2 separate regions of the Mus musculus genome follow, and region 2 is linked to region 1. Evidence: chromatin contacts called from public HiChIP or PLAC-seq data. All regions are on one chromosome and are shown on one strand. Each heading gives the region's core, a stretch centred on a gene start, on an enhancer-like site or on the middle of the called end of the contact. The rest is flanking DNA. Distances are from core to core; before and after follow the strand shown. Region 1 overlaps Smad3 (SMAD family member 3). Region 2 has its middle 43 kb from the start of Gm39359.

Region 1 (2,700 bases), core at 196-2,695:
TGATCTCTCAGCTTTGCATGTGTGGGTACCGCACACATCGTCTTAAAGTCACAAGCATCCTACTGCCTGGGTGCTGCCATCATGAGCCAGGCTTTATGTCACAGCCCTGTTGCCAGTGTTGCAGTACCTCCGGGGCTCCTGCCAGGTTAGCTCTGGCCTATCTCTAGTTCACTACTGTGTTCTCTGAGGCCAGCACTGATATGCAAGGCTCAGTGCAGGCATGTGCAATACCTGCTGATGTGCATGGCACAGCAGAGGTGTGTGCAGCACCCATCACTTGGAGCTTGGACTGGTGCTGGGTGGATGTATGTAGAGTTCCTGGAGAGGTCAAAGATGAGGGAGACACTGTGAGTCTTGGGGGATTGAGGTCAGGTCCAGGAGGACAGAGTGGAAGTAGTTCCGGGTTGGCCAGAGAGACAGAGCAATGGTGCTGATGTCATAGGGTACCCAGAAGAATGTCGTTACTTAGAGGCCACTGGGTGACGACAGTCAGGGCAAGTGTCCTTACCCACTGAGCCACCTTGTCAGTCCAATATTGAGCTTTTAGTTTTATTTTTATAGGTGTGATGGTACATGTGTCTCTTCTAAGCGCTTCGGAGGCAGAGATAGAGGCAGAGGCAGGTGGATGGATCTCTGTGAGTTTAAGGCTAGCTTGGTGTACACAGTGAGTTCTAGGCCGGCTAGGGCTGTGTAGTGAGACCCTATCTTGAAGAAAAATAAAGACAAAGAAATTGATCATGTCAATGTCACAGTCAGGAACTGGGCACTTTCCAGGGCCTGGAGCTCCCTAGGGTGTCAGAGGGGATCGGAGAAGGGATGAATTTCTTGTATCTCAAGCCCCTGCCTTGACATTGAGTCTCATAACATTCATAGGACACGGCCTTTAAACAAAAAAGTGTTTCTATTTTTGAATCCTGTTTGTTTCCTTTTTGGAAGCAAAAGATGTGACCTCTGTAACACACGGCCATTGTGACTGAAGGGTAGACCTGGTAGAGGTCCCTGCTTAGGATGGTGACTGCATTGGGCAGTCTCTTGGGGGATCTCCTGAAGAGCCAGCTAGCCCATCCTGGGGAATGAGAGGGCTGAGCTCTGTGGAGTGGAGTTGTCTGGCCTCTGGGTAGATGGTAGGATCCATCCTTCACGGACTCCTTGAGTCTCTGAAGAGCAGGTTTTAAAAGAGGGGTGGGTCTCTGCGGCGGCTGCTGAAGCTCTCCCTTTAGAAAGGAACGTCTCAGGATTGCAGGGGGACCCAGGGTCCCTGAATCCATGCCCTTCGTCAGTGCCCCACATCTTGGCATCTGTAGCTTGGTGGATGCCAGGCCCCTGCATCTTTGTGCACAGATACAGTGACCTATTTCCTGTGGCCTCTTCTCCACCCTGCCTGGGGGGCTGGGGTGGGAGGGTAGCTCTCCGGCTGCCTAGGACTCTGAGTCACAACCCCGGCGTGGAGCCCGGTGGGGATTTCCACGCGGCCTCAGTGCTGTCTTCTCCTGTTTCCTGTCAGCCTGTGATGCAGGCTGGCTGCCAGCAAGGGCCCTTGGCACTTCCGGCCCCAGTCACCAGCCTGCCTATCATCTCTGAGGACACTTTAGTCCCCTGCTCTCTTTTGTCCCTGCCTTGCCCTGGATGGGCAGCTCCTGGAAACTGTGAAGGGCTGTAGAGGGGCAGGAGGGAGAGTATGTGGGGAGGGAGAGCTGGAACAGGGGCAGCTCTGCTCAGTCAGGGGCAGCTATACTCAGGCTCTCTTATGCTGATGAGAGCATTCACGAAGGAGGCAGGACAGCAGGCCCTTGTCCATTCAGCTTCTAAGGTCACCAGAAAGACGTCTGATTTCCTTAGGTCTCCCTAAAACATCTATGACTAAACCAGAGGAAGTCTCCTTAAATATCTGCTGTTCTGGGATGAAAAATACTAAGCCCCAGAGAAGTAAGTGGATGGAGAGAGTAGCTCCTAGCTTCGATTTTAAGCCAGGATCTGTCAGGATAGTTTTGGGGAGGGAACAGGGCTTTGGGGGTTGGGTAGCTCTCTGTCCAGACCCTGCCCTGTGAAGAGGAAGCCATAAGACTGCCAGCTGTGACATTGGCATTCTACAAATCTTTTTTTTTTTTTTTCATTCCTGAATCAGGTGACAAATCCCATGAATTGGTTTTGAGGACCAAATCATGTGTTTCAGAGATCAGCCCCCACTCCTGGCATATTGTAAGGCCCATCACAGGGCAACTGTGTGACAGTGCTGCCGTCACCCCTCCCCCATTCCAGCAGTCCTGTCCTGGCACCACATCTGGTGCACAGCAGGTGCTTAGCCCCTGAATCCCAAAGTTGGGGTGATTAGGTTGGACTTACATTGAAGGTCCCTAAAGAATGGGGCTAAGTATGTTTCTGCGGTGACTCTTGGACTGCTAGAGTGGACAGACTCTTAGCAGGTCCCACCACTCGTGAGAACAGGTATGATAGGAATGTCCTCTGGTGTCCAGCAAGCCTGGGAAAGAGGAATGTGTGCTCCCCTGTCCCAGCTTTTAGGTGTACTGCAGGTACAGCTGAAGTGCTGGTTAGGCTCTCACCTTTTTTGTTTAAAGGCCGTGTCCTATGAATGAATGAAGCCAGGATCAGTGAGTGCCAGGGTGCCAGGTGCCTCAAGACTTGTTGATCTCTGCAGGGAAAACATTCACTTTATCCTGAGCCCAAGGAACAGAGGATTGA
Region 2 (2,710 bases), core at 149-2,648, 130 kb before region 1:
TGGCTGTAAACTCTCAGAGATCTGCCCGCCTCTGCCTCGTGGGTGCTGAGATTAAAGAAAGGCCTGCGCCACCGTCCACTGCCCTCCAGGGAATCTCTCTCGATGGTCTGTATGGCTGTAACACCCGTCCCACTTGCCGTCACATCTTACTGCCTATCCTGACATTCTCCTGGGCTGAGCCCAGGATCTGGAATGAAATGATTACCTGTGGGTTTGACCCTGAGCTTCGGTGACCTTATCTGTGAAACGAATTGGCCTGCTTACCCTGCATCGTCCCCGGGAAGCTCAAGGGTCCTACATAGTTTGCCAGAGCCCATATGCCAGTGCTGAACCTTGCTCTGCAGAGATGATCTCCTCCCATTCAGGGGACAAGGAAAACGAGGCACAGAGAGATTAAGTAGCTTGGACAAGCTCTTCCAAACTATAAGTGAAAAGCCAAGGTCCTAATCTGGGTCCTGGGAGTCGGAATCTAATCTCCGGTTTTCCTAGACACCTCCCTGACCCTAATCTCATCCCCACCCCTGAAAAGAAAGTTCCTATGGGTTTGGGCCTGCCAGGCCCTTGAAGTTCAGGATTCTTCCAGTTGGGGTGGGGTGGGAGGGGAGAAGGGAGGCCATGCCATCCACAGGTACGAACAGGAGTATCTCACTCCAGCTAACGAGGCACAGTGGAGTCCAGAGAACTAAGAGGGTTCAGGCAATTGAGTGTGTGGGGTACCATGGATAGAGCGGTCCTGGTGCTAAGTGATGCGGTGATTCACTGTCTACAGTTAGGAAGGACTCTGTGCCTCCGCATGCTACCCCAGCCAGCCCCCGTGCGGCCCCGTGTGACTCAGCCTGCCTTAGTCAGCGTGCCGGGGGGCACTTGGCAGGTGAGAGCTATGGAGGGAGAGCTGCGCATCAGGGTGAGGATGACTAACCCCTGCAAGCACAACTGTGGGAACAGTCCCTTCCACTTGTGTTGTGTTGGTAGACTGCAAAAACAATCCTGTAGTCATGATTTTGCTGTTCCTGGTGGGTTTTCTGTCATCTTGGGAACTGAATTCCTGGCATTTTGGTTGTCAGCCTTAGCCTTTAAGAGCTGAGCACTTTCTCTACCCCTGTTCTGTCAACGTGGGAAGACAGAAGAACTCACCCTGGGGCCCACAGTCTTAGGAACAGATAGCATATAGGCAGCATGCAAGCCACCCTTCCCTGTGCCTCTGCTGGCAGGCATCATTAATCAATCATAGCACTCTTTCTAGTTCATCTGAGGGAGGCTTCCAGATTTCAATATTGCCCTACAGGCAGCCACTACCAATCGATTAAAGATTGCCATTTGAAGTGGAAGTCAACTGTGTGACTCACAGATGTGTGGCTCAGCCCTAACCTGCCTGTGAACTGGCCTCTTCCTCGGGGAGAGGAGCCCGAAGTCAGGACATTTCCACAGGGTTAGGACAGAGAGTGACCTAATGCAGGCAAAAGCTCAGAACACAATGAGCCCTTAACCAACAGTGATTGGTAGAATTTGCCAGTTTTTTAAGTGTTTAGTGGTATATATGTATGTAATATGGGAAGGGAAGGAGAGAGAGGCTGACTCGGTCCAGCCTCCACATCAGGGTGAGGTGCCTTCCAAACCAGTCTCAGAATCCTGGCTATCTCCGCTGTCCCTTCCCCACTTCAGAAGGGGCATAGACAAGAGGCCCAAAGACTCTCTGAGAACCCCACAGAGAGTTGTTCACCCCATTTCCACTTGTTTCCCTCCCTGTATGGAGGCCTAGAGGGGCAGAGACGCCATCCCCAGAGAACCTTCAGCTTTTCACACCACGGTTCCTTCAGGCCAAGGAACCCCAGCCTTCACGTGGTCTGCTTTGATAGATGAGGCAGTATTCCATTGCTTTCCTCTGACCTGGGAGTTCTCCATCACCCTGCATCAGGAAGCCACTTAGCAGAGACAGAGTCCCAGGAGCCATGGGCCAGCCAAGCCCAGGACAGTCCTGAGGTCTCACCTGGCAGCAAAGAGGATGCTGGGATCCAGCTCTCAGCTCACTTCCAGAGTCAAGGAGGCTGGGAGTCAGGACCAGACGCCACAGTTTTCCATCTGTGTGAGGATAGTTCTAATCACACCACAAGAGAAAGAACAGTTATAATAGTCTAAAGAAAGAGAAAGGAAGGAAGGAAGGAAGGAAGGAAGGAAGGAAGGAAAGAAGGAAGGAAGGAAGGAAGGAAGGAAGGAAGGAAGGAAGGAAGGAAGGAAGGAAGGAAGGGGAGGAGATACGGTGGCTCCTGTCTGTCAGTCACCTAAAACAGCTTAGTTGGCAAAGGCAGGAAAAACTCAAAAGTTAGAGGCCTGCTTGATCTACACAGGGGGATTCTAACCAGACAACAGCAGCAGCAGCAGCAGCAGCAGCAGCAGCAGCAGCAGCAGCAGCAGCAGCAGCAACAACAACAACAAAACAAAAAACTGAAAACCTGGGGAAAGACCGGAAATATTCTGTGTGCTCGTGTGGGTTACAATGCCGTCCTAAGGGCTTGGACATTATTGTCATCGGTCATTATTATCTTGGGTGACTTGGATGCTTTATTGAACCCTGAAGAGGACACTGAGGCCCAAAGGGGAGAAGCAGAGGCCACAGAACAGCTTCCTGAGCCCACTCAGCCTCTGGAGGGAGCTATCTCCAGGCCCAATGGGCAATAGCTTTTCTAGGCTGATTGTCTAACGTCACAGGAAC

The links. HiChIP or PLAC-seq counts read pairs in DNA pulled down with a chosen protein or histone mark.
Region 2: an HNF4G HiChIP or PLAC-seq map of pancreatic cancer cells shows a contact between it and region 1. The contact joins two enhancer-like sites. A contact is called at or near these places in 24 of 484 Hi-C or Micro-C datasets (the AML12 cell line, B cells, the C2C12 cell line and 17 more), 10 of 115 datasets of contacts at active chromatin or transcription factors (the HPC-7 cell line, the NIH/3T3 cell line, T-cell acute lymphoblastic leukemia and 7 more) and 3 of 9 other capture datasets (adipose tissue, embryonic stem cells and liver).

What each region holds. Positions count from the first base shown.
Region 1 is chr9:63,705,321-63,708,020 of GRCm38.p6, reverse strand. All of the region lies in intron 1 of Smad3 (SMAD family member 3), which reads left to right. Among named protein-coding and RNA genes, the nearest start is that of Gm51710, 25 kb to the left of the region's middle. Within about 2 kb of position 1,445, at least 219 of the 459 cell types and tissues checked have an H3K27ac peak or open chromatin away from gene starts, as enhancers often do. A contact at or near this core is called in the AML12 cell line, the C2C12 cell line, the HL-1 cell line and 3 more, where this site is marked.
Region 2 is chr9:63,837,714-63,840,423 of GRCm38.p6, reverse strand. No RefSeq gene overlaps it. Among named protein-coding and RNA genes, the nearest start is that of Gm39359, 43 kb to the right of the region's middle. Within about 2 kb of position 1,398, at least 31 of the 459 cell types and tissues checked have an H3K27ac peak or open chromatin away from gene starts, as enhancers often do. A contact at or near this core is called in the AML12 cell line, the C2C12 cell line, the HL-1 cell line and 3 more, where this site is marked.